Linked DNA regions of Mus musculus: all the other regions are linked to region 3. A link is a contact called in public promoter capture Hi-C data. All regions are on one chromosome and are shown on one strand. Each heading gives the region's core, a stretch centred on a gene start, on an enhancer-like site or on the middle of the called end of the contact. The rest is flanking DNA. Distances are from core to core; before and after follow the strand shown. Region 1 holds the start of Antxr1 (anthrax toxin receptor 1). Region 2 has its middle 6.0 kb from the start of Gkn3. Region 3 holds the start of Gmcl1 (germ cell-less, spermatogenesis associated 1).

The links. Promoter capture Hi-C pulls out the DNA fragments that hold promoters and counts their contacts.
Region 1: a promoter capture Hi-C map of neural stem cells shows a contact between it and region 3. The contact joins the promoter of Antxr1 here to the promoter of Gmcl1 in region 3. A contact is called at or near these places in 7 of 39 promoter capture datasets (cranial neural crest, frontonasal cranial neural crest, hippocampal neurons and 3 more) and 1 of 115 datasets of contacts at active chromatin or transcription factors (large pre-B cells).
Region 2: a promoter capture Hi-C map of the C10 cell line shows a contact between it and region 3, with 3 times the contacts expected there. The contact joins the enhancer-like site here to the promoter of Gmcl1 in region 3. A contact is called at or near these places in 7 of 39 promoter capture datasets (the 3T3-L1 cell line, the C10 cell line, hippocampal neurons and 3 more) and 1 of 115 datasets of contacts at active chromatin or transcription factors (embryonic stem cells).

The regions. Positions count from the first base shown.
Region 1 is chr6:87,333,270-87,337,754 of GRCm38.p6, forward strand. Antxr1 (anthrax toxin receptor 1) reads right to left here and starts at 2,506. Exons shown (of 18, transcript NM_054041.2): 1 at 2,028-2,506. The coding sequence starts at 2,173.
Region 2 is chr6:87,392,598-87,397,293 of GRCm38.p6, forward strand. No RefSeq gene overlaps it. Among named protein-coding and RNA genes, the nearest start is that of Gkn3, 6.0 kb to the left of the region's middle. Within about 2 kb of position 1,479, at least 25 of the 459 cell types and tissues checked have an H3K27ac peak or open chromatin away from gene starts, as enhancers often do.
Region 3 is chr6:86,731,248-86,735,652 of GRCm38.p6, forward strand. It overlaps Gmcl1 (germ cell-less, spermatogenesis associated 1), which reads right to left and starts at 2,131. Exons shown (of 14, transcript NM_011818.3): 1 at 1,664-2,131. The coding sequence starts at 1,917.

The sequences.
Region 1 (4,485 bases), core at 1,256-3,755, 600 kb after region 3:
AACATATAGTTTTCTTTGGAAATTAAGACATCATAAAGCTATTTTCTAATTAGCTTTTCCACCCCAAGACCAGCCCTTCAGAGAGTAAATTAGGCTGCAAAAGCTTTAGCAACTTGTTGTATCTCACTTGTGCTATCTGCATGCCCAGAAGATCACAGAGCTTATGTATTCAACCCCCCCCCCCCGCCACCGTCCCCTGATAGTCTTCTTCCTAGCTTCTGTGTCCTTGTCACTCTCTATAAGATGTAAGCCTAAGGTTACACGGATAGTCCTTGTCCACATACTCTTTGAACTTTTCCAAACCGTTTTCAGGGATGTGCCTTCTAGTACAGTTAAATTTTTGCAGAGAAAGCATGTCTTCACTATTTTTTTCCAAAATAAATAAATAAATAAAATAAAATCTAGCTTTTGACTTAGTTGTGTCCCCTTCAGAAATGATCCAAAGATGATTCTACTGAATCCCTTCCATCACCTGAAGAAATTCCATTTATAAGTTGGACCAAAATATTCAGTCCAAATTATAGATTTAGGCCACCAGGTTATGCTCACAGCACCAAGGCAGTCCTCGGTCTGGGGAAATGATGCTTTTGTTTGTTCAAGTTGCCCCGTGGGTCTCTTGGGATTTCTTGGGCTATGGCTTTTGTTGGTGTTGTTTGGTTGTCTTTTGAGACAGTCTCAGGCAACCCTGGTTGGCGTCAAACTCCTTGCGTAGCCTAGGAGCCCAGAATCACCTTGACCTCCTCCCAACTGCAGGGCTTCCAGGCATGCACCACCTCCATCACAGTGAGTTTATGGGGTTTGTGGTGCTAGGGCTTATACGTTCTATAGCATCCTGCTGACTGAGGCACAGATCCAGCCCCCAAGTCCCCTTAGAGGGGCACAATGGGGAGCACCTTTGCCTCCAGACACAGTCCCAGAGGCTCCCCAACGCAGGGGCTCCAGTTCCCACCTGCTAAAGGCACAAAAGATTTTCCATTTCTTAGCCCAGCCCTGAATTTTCAGTATCCACCTTCTCGTAAATCTGTAAGAAAGAGACCTCGCTTTTTAATCCAAAGTACCTGGAGCTCAAAACAGCCTCTACGGAAAAAAATCAAGCCCCAGCAGCAACTGTGAAGCACATTTGGTGTCCAGCGGCCAGCTTATTTTTCAGGACTCTTGTTCCAAGTCCCAAATACTTTCCAGTCTGTGAAATTCACCTCCCTACCACTGTAGCTGCAAGCGCCTCTCCTGGCACTGGCACAGATCTAAGGAGCCCGGATCTTGAGGCACTTTTTATTGTTGTAGCCGCTTTTCAGCAGAGCGCATGAAGCTTACTTGAGTAACTGTGGCTTTGGCAAACCCTGTGGGGATCTGGAAAGTGTCGAACTGGACTTAACTCAGTTCTTCCTTAAGCAAAGTTCCTTTTAGTAAGGAGTAATCTTGCTGGTTTCCCTGGCAGCCCATCAGTCAAAAACCATCAGCCCAAATTGATCTACACCTCAGTTCTGAAGGCAAGGGGTGCTGGAGACATTTGCCAGCATTTGAAAGCATTTTTAGTTAACACCAATCAGGCGGAAGAGTGGCCTTGTGGCTGGCTTCTGTCTATAGGGTAGGGGGCAGAAATGGTGCTTAGAGCCCTTAAGCGGATGGTGAAGTCTGCACAAAAACTAGTTGGAACCCCAGAGGTGGAGAATCCGTGCCTTGGACTTCCACAAGTGCCCCGGGTCAACAGGCATCATGCCATGGAGAACAAAGACTGCATTTTTACATTTTGTAAAAAGAGGTGGCTAATTTTGAAGAATACCCACGTCTCCAACTTTGGAAGTGTCTGCAAATTCTACTTCTGGTTGCAATTCCTTCTCCCAAGATTGGAAAGCAATAAGACAAATAGAGCCAACTGCATCCTCCCTGGACTCGCAAGCTCCGGGCCAGAGACAGCAAAGAAAGCAGGCTAAGCATTTCAGACGCCCCGCAGTTGAGGACCGGCGGCCAGCTGTGGTGCGCCCTAGGGACCGCCCGCCCCAGAGCAGCATCCTCCAGGCACTTACTTGTCCAGGATGAAGTAGAGGTCGAATCCTCCGTAGCAAGCTGGTCCCCCATCCTCGCGGCGGCCCCCGTGTCCGGCGCACACGAGCACGAGTGCAGCCACGCAGAGTCCCCGCAGGCCCGCACCCAGGCGCCCCGCGCGGTCCATGCTGCAGCCGGAGCGCTGGCCTCGCTGGCGTCCGTGTGACATCAGGGGCGCGCCATACGCGGCCTGGGCTCCGGTCAGGTCCCCCGGCTCTCAGCAAACGCCCGGAAGCAATTGTTCAGAGAAGTTCAAGGATTTCGCTTTGGTTTCCGCTGGTTCTGAGCCCGGGTTTCGAGTTTCAGGGACCCAGGGCGTTCTGCTGTGTGGAGCTGCCGGGATAGGGCCACCAGGCCGCTCCCAGGCTGCGCTTGAAGCTTTGCAGTCGAAGCAGTTCCGTCCCGATGGCTCTTTGTCCTAGATTTTAAGTATGATGGGGTGGGTTTTCAAATTGTTCTTGGTTGGGGCAGTGCGGTGTCTTTGCTCCCTCCCTCCCTTCTTTTTTTTTTTTTTTTTTTTTTTTTTTTTTTTGGAAAAAGTCTAAAGAGTGCCATCTTGTGGCCAAGGGCGGCGAAAATGTTGGGGTCCCCTAGACCTTGGCTGGGGCGGAATTGGGTGGGGACTTTTGGCAGGGGATAAATCTTAAGAGTTTTCAGGTGAGGTGCACGCCTTTAATTAATCCTTCCTTTTCGTCTCCTTTCTTAACTTTTCCACGGCCAGGTCTTCATCCTCTCTAACCATCCCCCAACCCCCATGCCTTCTTTCTGTTTTGCTCTTCTGTATCTGCGGATACAGTCCCTGTAAACATTTGATGAAAACTCATTTCCTTCGAGCAGGGTGACTCCAACTCCAGGCCAGGACTTTGCAAACAGGAGCCTTTGTGCAAATGAAGCACAAGGCTTGATCTTACATAGTTTTACTGCAGATCACAAAGGGCTCTGGTTAAAATCTGCACAGACAATGCCACCGAATGTAGTTGTTGAGGTTTGGAACAGCCAAGGCATCTAGATTGTCCGCATCTCCACGTTTTAGGGAGTCTTGTGGTAACACCAACCCTGGTGACTTGTTTGAGGATTAACTGTTCACTGCTAATTCTCCAGTGCCTGCTAAGCCTTCAGGTGACTGCAGCCTCTGACACCCAAGCAGGCACCTGACCTGGCCCTCCTCTGACTCCCAACCTTGGAAAGCAGGCAGCAGTGTTTGCCTGTGCTCTGAGCTGCTGGCTTGGGGGTGGTTTGTTACTCAATCACAGGTAACTAATACATGCCTGTTATTAATTTAAACACTGGAGAATTTCTGTAGGAAGAAAGTTGATTTAACAGTTTTCCAGGCATGCTTGTTCATAAAATTGTCTTCAGGTAACACCTACTAGCACCCACATTTTTGAAGTTGCTGTTTGCAGGAAAAAAAAAATAATTAGGAGAAGTAAAAATACTCAAACTGACTACAGTTGCTTTTTCTATAATTTTTTTACTGCCTCAAACAAGGAAAACCCATCTTGGCCCCACTAAGCTCTGTGATAAGAAAGAGGAGGGGATCTCTACAGAAGCCAGCTGGACCAATGAAGGCTGGAAAACTAGGGGGTGAGGGGCACTGGTCCAGGACAAGGAGGAACTTGGGGACAGTGTAATAAAGGAAGTGATCTGAGCCTGGAGGATAGGGTTTACATGTCCCTACAGGGAAGCAAGGGACAGGAGAAGCTAGCAGTTCAGAACATCTCATTCTCATGTCCTGGGTGTCCTCTGAGCTCTTTAAGAGTTTGGGTGGCAGAGAAATGCCTTGAGAATATTATGGGGTGGGATTGGGGGTGGTCTAGAAGGTCTGCCTGGGAGAGAGCAAAAGGTCGCTGATAGAGCTCCCTAAGGCCAAAACCCACCATTGCATAGAACAGGTAGAGGCTTAGGTTCCAGAATGGGCAATTTCATTCAAAATGTTTACAGAGAAGTGAGGATTGTAGAAGAGTGTGCCCCCCTCCCCCCACACACACCTTAGGATAAATGTGGCCCTAGAGAGGGCAGAGAAGTAGCTGGAGTCATTCGGGTATTGGAGTGTACTAGCTACCATGCCTCTCTGTCAAGATTATGCAGAGGCCTTTTGATCCAAGAGGATCATCTCCAGCTTGCTGCTGCTGCTCCATTCTCTTCTTCCTTCCCTTCTTCTCCTCTGCCTCTTCCTCCTTCTCCTCCTCCTTTTCTTCTTCCTCCTCTTCCTTCTCCTTCTCTTCCTCCTCATCCTCTTCTTCTCGATCCTCCTCCCCCAGCTACACAAGTAAAAGCTAGGGTGTGAAAGGGTCTCAACAGTCCACGTATTGTGGGCATCAGGAGAATAAGCCCTGGGAAACCTCCATTTACCATTTGACATTAACAAATTGTCAGTTTTACAGTGAGAGGAGGAAGTGATTCAATCCTGTGCTGTGCCAGGTCACAAAAGAACAAGGA
Region 2 (4,696 bases), core at 229-2,728, 660 kb after region 3:
ACCATGCTAACATCCACCTGTAGCTCATTTCATTCTGCAGTTAATATTCCTTTGTGTGTATACACCACAGGTTACTCCTCTGGTGATGGGTATTTGATTGCTTCTGCCTTTGCCTTTGTGAGCGGTGCTGTTAGGACGTGCAGGCTTGTTCTGGTCGGGGTACTTGCTTTAACTAGTATGGATTTGTACTTAGGAGTGGAATTGTTGGGTTGTGTAGTGGTTTTTATGTTTAACTGCCTGAGACACCACCGAACCGTTTCCATGCTGTTGAACACCGTTATGTTCCCGTAAGTAATACATAAGGGCTTCAGTTTCTCCATATCCTCACCAACACTTGTTATGTTTAGGGTATGACCTTTCTAATACGCATGACCCGGACCGGGTAGCATCTTTGATTTGCATTTATTAGTGAAGGAATATATTTAAAACATTGTCTGTTGGGGTGTGAACTTTTTCTGTGTGAGCATTGATACACTGGTGTGTACAGTCATGGATTTGCTTGTCCATCTTGTTCTTTTTCCATCTTCTCTAGAGTGGGCCTTGGGTTCTACGCAGGACATAAGGCGAAGCCATTCACTGAAAGCTTCCTGCCAGCTTGAGGCAATGAGATGTTTCACTGGGCAGGAATTTGCAATCTATTCTGGCATTAGCAGTTCTGCAGGGGGGTGGGGAATGAGAAAGTACTTGAGGGCTGGGTCAGGCTTCCCTCATGGGCATCAGCACAGTCCTTATATGCAGAAAGGGTTCATGCCTGACTGTGTCGAGCAGTTCTGTTTATTCCTTCTATGCAGGGTTGGGAATTATAACCAATGCTTTGATCGAGCTTGTTAATTAATTACTAGCAGGCCTTAATTTGTTCCCTCTCCTTTCAGGATGGACTTATACGTGGCTGGCCCTGAATTTTTAATTGCATGCCCTGCTTTTGTTTGATTGGTTTGCTTTTCTTATTCTTCAGATTGGCTCAACTCATGTCACATTAACACAACACACATGAGCATCTGCAGCATGTTTGGCAACATGTTAGTAGAAACTGTCTGATAAGAACTTCCAAACCTCCCTCCAGTTTCCACATGCCAGCCTCTGACTGTGTGGACTCCGCCCTCTCCCATTTCCTTCCATCTCCATTGTGTTATCTATTTTCATTTCTTTTAATGAGTAATCACTGGATTGTTTCTACGAGCAAAACCACATACTGTTACATTCCCTATTTTCCAAGAAACAAAAATAACAGTCACAAGAAAAATAAAACAAAAATAAACCCCTATCCCAACCACACACACACACACACACACACACACACACCCCTCTTTCTCTCCTGCTGCAGAAGCCCTGAGGTCATGGTACACTCTGCTTTCTCCTCCCTCCCTTGAGCCTGCCCCGGTCAGGTGCGTCCCTAGACACTCCAGTGAAGTTGCCCTTTGTGGATCCTACACATTACACAACCCCCATAACAGGAAGTGCAGTGATCGACTCTCAGGCTGCTCTCAGCTGAGGAACCAGAGTCACTTGATGCCCTGAGCCCCTGCGTCCCCAGAAGGCCTCCAGGACACTGCAGCTGTCTGGCTTCTCATTGTTTCTTTCTCTTTTCCAACTCTGTGCGGAGTTGCAGTGGTGTCCAGACCTGAGGCCTTGGTCTTTCCTCTACTCATCTGTGTGTCATCCACTTAGAGAGTCCACCCAGCGTCTGCCTTCCAACACAGTTCCCAATCTGATGGTTCCACTTTACTCCCAGCCCAGCCTCCTCAACCTCCAGACTCGAGTGTCTAACTTTCTACTTGATATTCAATTGTGTAAGCATAATTGTGTTTAAATGGGTTTCTCTCTTTTTCTCTTTCTCCCTTTCTTTCTGTTACACACACACACACACACACACACACACACACACACACACACCCCTACACACACCCATACACACCTGCCTCCCTCAGCTTTTCCATCTCTAAGCAGATGAACTATCCTCCATTCACCCAGGCAATGGCTTGAGTTGTGGGTGAGAGCAGTAGACAATGATGAAAGGGAGAGAGTTATGTGGGTATGTGGGCATGGGGTTAGGGATGGAGGTGGGGATGCAAGACCATTTCTGACTCTCATGTAAGGACAATTGAGAGGAGGTGGTTTGATCACTGATATCCATTGTCAATTCCATTGCGTCAAGGAATGCCCAAGACTTTGGTGAAAGCACACTTCTGGATGTGTCTGGGGGCTTTCCCAAAGAGTATTAACTAATGAGGGAAAGCCCAAGATGGATGCGGTTGATGTCATCCTGCCTGTGAGCTGGGGTCCAGGAGGGAGTAGGAGGGCGAAGGTGAGCAGCCTTGGATGGCACTCCTCTTTTTCTGTGTCATGGTCTGATGAGTTCTGAGCAAGCAGCCTTGAGCTCCCACTACCACAGCCCCACCCAGAGCCACGTGAGCCACAGGGCCGCCCACACCATAGGGAAGCGCCTCCACGGATCGAAGAACCCCAGACCTTGAGCCCCAAAGAACTGCGCTGTGGTTGCTTCTGGAGATGTTTACCACAGTGAGAAAAGTGGCTGACACCTTAGGAAAGGGAAGCTCGCTGACTTCAGGGCATGAATATGATGACTGGGTCTGGGTTTTGTGAGCATCCCAGGCTGGGACAGGCAGGGAGGTTGAGTTAATGCTGCCTGGTCTTGGAGCTAGACACAGGCTGTATGTATTTAAAGGGTTCCATGGATACGGGCAATGCTTTGCATGTTAAAGCAGCGGAGATGGAAGTGAGGTTTGATAAAGCAAGAGCTTGCCAGAGGGGATTTCTGAGCTGTTTTCTCCATCAACCAAAAGAGGTGTTAATCCCCTATCTAGATAACGGTCCTTGGCACTAAACTGCGGTCGATCCACTGTCAGGCAGGCCCCGCTGCTGAGGAATGTTAAAATCATACAGGACAGTCCCGAGCTGGCTCCTCCCCACGGTAGGCGTAGGAGGGACCGTGAGAGCTCTGAGCATTTTATTCCCCAACCTTGCTGCCCTCTCACACCAGGACAGTAGCAACAAATCAATGTTCCTGATCATACAGTGGGATTTCACAGCTCTGACTGTTTAAGGCAAAGTCAAACAAGCAAGCAAAAAAAAAAAAACAAAAAAACAAAAACAAAAACAAAACAAAACAAAACAATCCTGTGACCCAAGGACAGAGAAGAGCTGGCACATAAGCATCATCAATGCATTTTTTTCTATTTTAAAAATAAAAACTCTGAGTTCAAGGCCAGTCTGATCTACATATTGAGTTTCAGGTCCACTAGAGCTACATGGAAAGACCCTGTCTCAAATAAGATAAAAGCTTGGGGCTGGAGAGATGGCTTAGGGGATGAAGGACTGCTAACAAGCCTGTGGATCCGAGTTCAGTCCTCAGAAGCAACATGGTGGAGAGAGAGAGACTTGACCTCCGTGACTCCCGTGGGTTGTCTTCTAATGTTCCACAAGTGCCCTGTGCATACGTGCACACATGTGCATGCGTGCACACACAGATAAATAAAGATATATGTAATTTTAAACAAGATGATGTCGTTGCTAAGGCCATCACAGTGCTGTGCTTATTCTTACGCTGTCTTCCTTTCCCACGCATCTTACTCTGTCAGCGTCCTTATGTGTAACATCACAGCACTTACTCTGTCAGCGTCGTTATGTGTGACATCACAGCATCTTTGTGTGAAACACAGAGCAGCTATGGGGCACAGTCCTTGTGAAGAACCTCCCGATGCAGATCCGAGTCAAAACAGATACATTGCAGCACATGTGCCATGTACCGTTCCTAACGTATTGATCTCCACTCTCGCGCGTGGTCTATCTCAAAGCCCTTTTCTTTTTCTTCTTCTTTTTTTTTTTTGTAAGAAGGTAGAAGGTCATATCTTTGTCTCAGCTTTACTTCTTTGGCTATTGTTATGATTTTGATATGGAATATCCCCTCCAAAGGTTTAAGAATTGTGAGCTTCTTCTCCAGCTGATGGAAGCACCTGGAAACCTTAGGAGGCAGAGTCCCACCCAGAGGACGCGTGCCCCCTGGGGAGCCCATCCTTCCTTCCTTTGGGGCTGTGCCCTGTCCTTGCCGTGGCCGGGGCTATGGAAATAAACCTGGTGGAGGAACCAATGGGACAGAGACTGAAGTGTCATAGGCTTCTGCGACTCCTCGAAGAGTCCTGGTCTGCCATGCACCAGTGGTGAGACAACTCTAAGGACCAGAGGCCAGGGTGGTGGCTGCCTCCCCTGCCTTCACTGAAATCTCCCAGGGGACCGGCCCTTCTACTCCCTGGCAAAGGAGTCAGATCCAGCTAAACAACACATGTTGTGCCCCATTTGTCCTTGAGTACATAAACTCTAACTGGCTAAAGATACCATGTTGTTTATGTACTAAACAATGAGGTTAGATCTGCGCCTCGATGCTGGTTTCTGGAGTTCAAATCCTAGAGATCTTCATGGGCTCCACCTCCACGTTCCCCCCATTTCCCAGTCCCTGTTTCCACCTCCACGTTCCCCGCATTTCCCAGTCCCTGTTTTCACCTCCACGTTCCCCCCATTTCCCAGTCCCTGTTTTCACCTCCACGTTCCCCCCATTTCCCAGTCCCTGTTTCCACCTCCACGTTCCCCCCATTTCCCAGTCCCTGTTTTCACCTCCACGTTCCCCCCATTTACCAGTCCCTGTTTTCACATGGCTTGAGTCATATTCTTCTTCCACACT
Region 3 (4,405 bases), core at 881-3,380:
GCATGTCTTATGACATAAGAGCCTGTTCATCAAAGAGTTCTAATACCAAATGCACAAAGACAGGCACTCTGGGGCCTGAGAGGTGTCTCGGTGGTAAAGAGCACACACTGCTCTTCCAAAGGACCCAAGTACAATTCCCAACACCCACATTAGGGAGCTCAACACCTCTGTAACTCCAGTTCCAGGACTTTGCAGGAATGTGCACAAATCCACATACTCATAAATAAAAACAAATCTTAAAACCGGGGGGGGGGGGGGGGGGGGCACTGCACTTGTGCTCACTCTCAGATTGTGAGAGTCTCAACACTCCCAGCCCTTCCTTCCTCTCTCTTCTCTCCAGGGTGTCTGGATACAGCCCAGAATGGCCTTTAAGTCACTTTGTGGCTCAGACTGACCTCCAACTTGATGCTCTTGTCTCAGCCACCAGAGGCTTACTGCAGGATTGTAATACCTTGCAAAATCTGCGTAACTCTTTGAGGTGGCAATAATAGTTCTACTTTACATATGAAAATGAGTATATTAAGTGCAGAATACAGATAGGAATTCAGAATTGGAACTCATTAGAACATCCATCTTGTGAATATATTCACCCCCTAATGAAAAGTTATATTAACCTAGTTTTTAACCTAAGATATTTACATATCTTACCGCTACCACTGAGCTCCAACTCTACCACCTACACTTTTTTTTTTTTTTTTTTTTTTTTTTTTTTTTTTGGTTTTCCTAGACAGGGTTTCTCTGTGTAGCCCTGACTGTCCTGGAACTCACTCTGTAGACCAGACTGGCCTCAAACTCTGAAATCCGCCTGCCTCTGCCTCCGGAGTGCTGGGATTAAAGGCATGCGCCACCACGCCCGGCTCACCTACACTTTTTTTGTCAACAAAAATGCAATGTCCATAAGCAGATCCTTTTTAAAAATTTCATTAAAAAATTACATCTGTGTGAGTCTAACAGTGACCTTAAAAAGAGAAAAAAAAAATCCTTACTGCACAGTATATTCTGGTATACGCCACATCTATTTCACAAGCAATGATTTTTTTTTTTCAACTCTTCCCTCAAAAAAATCTTATGCAACCTACACAGAGTGCAGCCCACCTCAACAAGCAGACTTTGTTCTTAACTGGGCGAATCTCCATCACTGGTCCCTCTAGTGACAACACAGAGAGATGTCCATCTCAGGGACTACTATGCTCCTCTCTTTACTGATTTATGGCTAGTGATGCACAGTAAAATTTCCCGTGGCTATCCTATTCAAAAAGCAAACGCCTGCTACGGAAGGGACGCGGAAGCTCTGGCTAGTCCTTTTAGGCTCAGGTTGAGGCTCTGACACTCAGGAAGCTTCTGTTTAATGTGCAGAACCCTAAGCTTTCTAGCTCCCGCACTGATCCCAGGTCCACCCAACACGCGCGAGCTCCCGTATTAACCCAGGTCTATCTGCAAACTCCCAGACCCTACACTGACCCAGGTCTGTCTGCTAATGCCCAGCTCCCGCACTGACCCCAGGTCTGCCCGGCACGCGCCCGCTCCCGCACTGACCTAGGTCTGTCTGCAAACGCCCAGCTCCCATCTGCTCCGCGGGCACTCACCTCCCGCACCGACCCTCCCGCGCTCTCCTGTCAAGGACACCGGGGTCAGGCCCCCCAAGGTGCGGGGCGTTCCGTACCTGCGCGGCGTGTTCAGCAGCCTCTGCTGCTCGTCGCCCTCGTCCTCGTCGTCGTCTGTCTCGGAGTCGGGGTGACAGTAGCAGAATGTGCCGCTGCTGCGCTTGCGCTTGCGGCCGCCCGGACAGTAACAGAAGCTGTGGCCCGCATCTTCGCCGGCGTCCGACCTGCGGGCCGCGCCCCCAGCCCCGGGCGTGGGTTCGGGCTGCTCTGTGCGCCCTGCGGGCCGCAGCACCCGGCTGCTGAGAGCGCCCATGGCTCCGGCGCCTAGGGAGCACCGAGGGGCCGCCCCGCCATGCCCGTATCTCCACCGCCTACTCCGCTGCCGCCTCGCGCGCAGCCCCAACCGTCGCCGCGAACGCAGTCACCTCCATCCTCAGCCCCGCCCGTAGCGCCTCAGCGGACCGGCTTCGCTAGACCTCGCCCCCTCCTTCTCCCAACAAAGCGCGCGCCGCAGGGCGCAGGCGCAAGGCGAGCCTCCGGAAAAGGCGGGGCGGGAGGACGGAGCCTGCGCTGCAGGTTGCGCATGCGCAGGCTGCTGGCCCGTCCCTGCGGCGCTCAGCCCCGGTGCGTGTCTGACTTCCGCGGTTCCGGCTTCAACGGAGGGGCGTGGGCACTGTGTGCTTATGCCTAACAGATCTCGGGATCTCTGTCGCTGGTTCTTCCCGTAAGCTTCCTCGATTCCGGGGTCTCATCCAGCCCTGTACGGTTAATAAGAGGACGGACTTGCCAACATGGCCTTTGCTTCCAGGGCTCTAGGACCCGACTGGCCCGGTTAGATAGATGACCGTCACCCAGCTGTGTTGACCGGGTTCAGTCTGGAGCCTCAGCTAGCCTCCAGGTCTTGCCTTCCTTCTGCTGCCTTGTTTTGATTTAATTATTATTTTATTGTGTCAGTGTCTCGTACTACATACTTCGACTCACTGTATAGGATGCTCTTGAACTCTTGATCTCCTGTTTCTACCCCCTGAAAGCTGGGATTACAGCCATGTATGTGTCACATCACCTTCGTGGACCTGAAATGCTGAGTATCAGATGCAGGGCTTCTTGAATGCTAAGCAAACATTCTACCAACTAAGCTACATCCCTGGCCCTCGATTTTTTTTTTTTTTTAAATTTTCTTCAAGGAAAAGTGTCACTCTGAAGCCCAAGGCTTCCCTGGAACTCTCAGAAGTCCGCCTATCTCAGCCTCTAAGTGCTAGGAGTTGAGGCACTGAGCTACCATACCTGCCTTTTATACCTTTCAAAGTAAAATGTTTATAATAGAATGTTTCAAACAGAGCAATACAAGTACCTGTGGACCTACTACTGGCTTGGAATTCTATCACACTTACTTTGATTCACTCCCCTTTAGCTTTATTGATATATAGTGGGGAATGAGAAACCCCTTGTGTACTAATTCTCAGTTTCCAGCCTCTCCCTCTCTGTGCCATTTCTATGCATGTCTTTACACGTATAACCACTCTTCTGCTGCACATTCAGACATGTAATTTAAATGGAATTGGACCATCCCAAACCTATGATTTCTCCTCTCCTAAAACTATACTTTGAATGGAATCTCTAGTTATTGTCACTGCTCATTGTTAGACACATCATTTGCCTACTCCCTTGCCAAGGGGTTTCAGTTATTTCTACGTAGATGCTCTTTCAGGAACACCACTCGCAAAAGCTTCATCAGGCAGATCCCAGAAACGGGCTCTTGGGAAATTTTCAACTTTACGAGTTCTTGCCAGTTTTTCGCCCCCCCCCCCCCGGAACTGACTGCATCAATTCACCATTTGCACTCCGTTATAGCAGTATATGTCCTTTGTGAGCCACTGAGGAATTTCTCATGTTTGAGAAATTCTGAGGGTGTGTAGCTGAGGCTGGTTGAAGGAGAAGTGGGAGGAAGAGAACTACGGTGGCTGCAGGGGACACGCAGGAATGTACATAATATGAAACATACGTGAGGTCATCTTAAAACATTGTCCCAGCACTCGGGAGGCAGAGGCAGGCGGATTTTTGAGTTCGAGGCCAGCCTGGTCTACAGAGTGAGTTCCAGGACAGTCAGGGCTATACAGAGAAACCCTGTCTTGAAAAACCAAAACAAAAAACAAAAACAAAGAGGCCTTGGCGTATGCACAAGCTAGACTGTAACATGGTGGCTTCATGTGTCACTAAATTCCTAGAGGGTAAAACATCCATATTGGTCTTGTCTAAGGAAGCGCAGGTGAATGGCTCCCTGGATACTGAGGAGAGCCATGGCAATGTCTGTAAGAGCCTGCCACAGCCACATAGGACTTAGCCTCCACCCTCAGAGCAAGGGCAGTGCAAGAACTGACCTGATCCCCTCTGCTCTTCTCACTGTTGCTACAAGCAGGGATGATGGAGAAAAAGAGAAGTGCCCTCCCCCCATTCCAGTCCCCTGCCCTCGTCCCCTGCCCTGACTTCCCTTCCCCAAGCCAGCATCCCATTGAGGCCAGAACTGACTGAGGAAAGAAACCTCAGACTACACTTGGAACTTTGGCTTATTATGTTGATGACTGAGATGACATTATTTTGGGGCCTAGAGGAGCTAGCTACACAGTAGGACTTCTGAAAAGCCAAGAGTGAGCAGAAAATTGTGACTTTCTACCCTCCCCCTGAACTTATACCTAAGGATAAGAAAAACAGCCCACTGAAAGCACTCAGCCACAAAACACTGTTCTTAAAATTTTGGCTAAGACACCACGTAATGGTAAAACTTCTGTTAAAACCAAAACAAA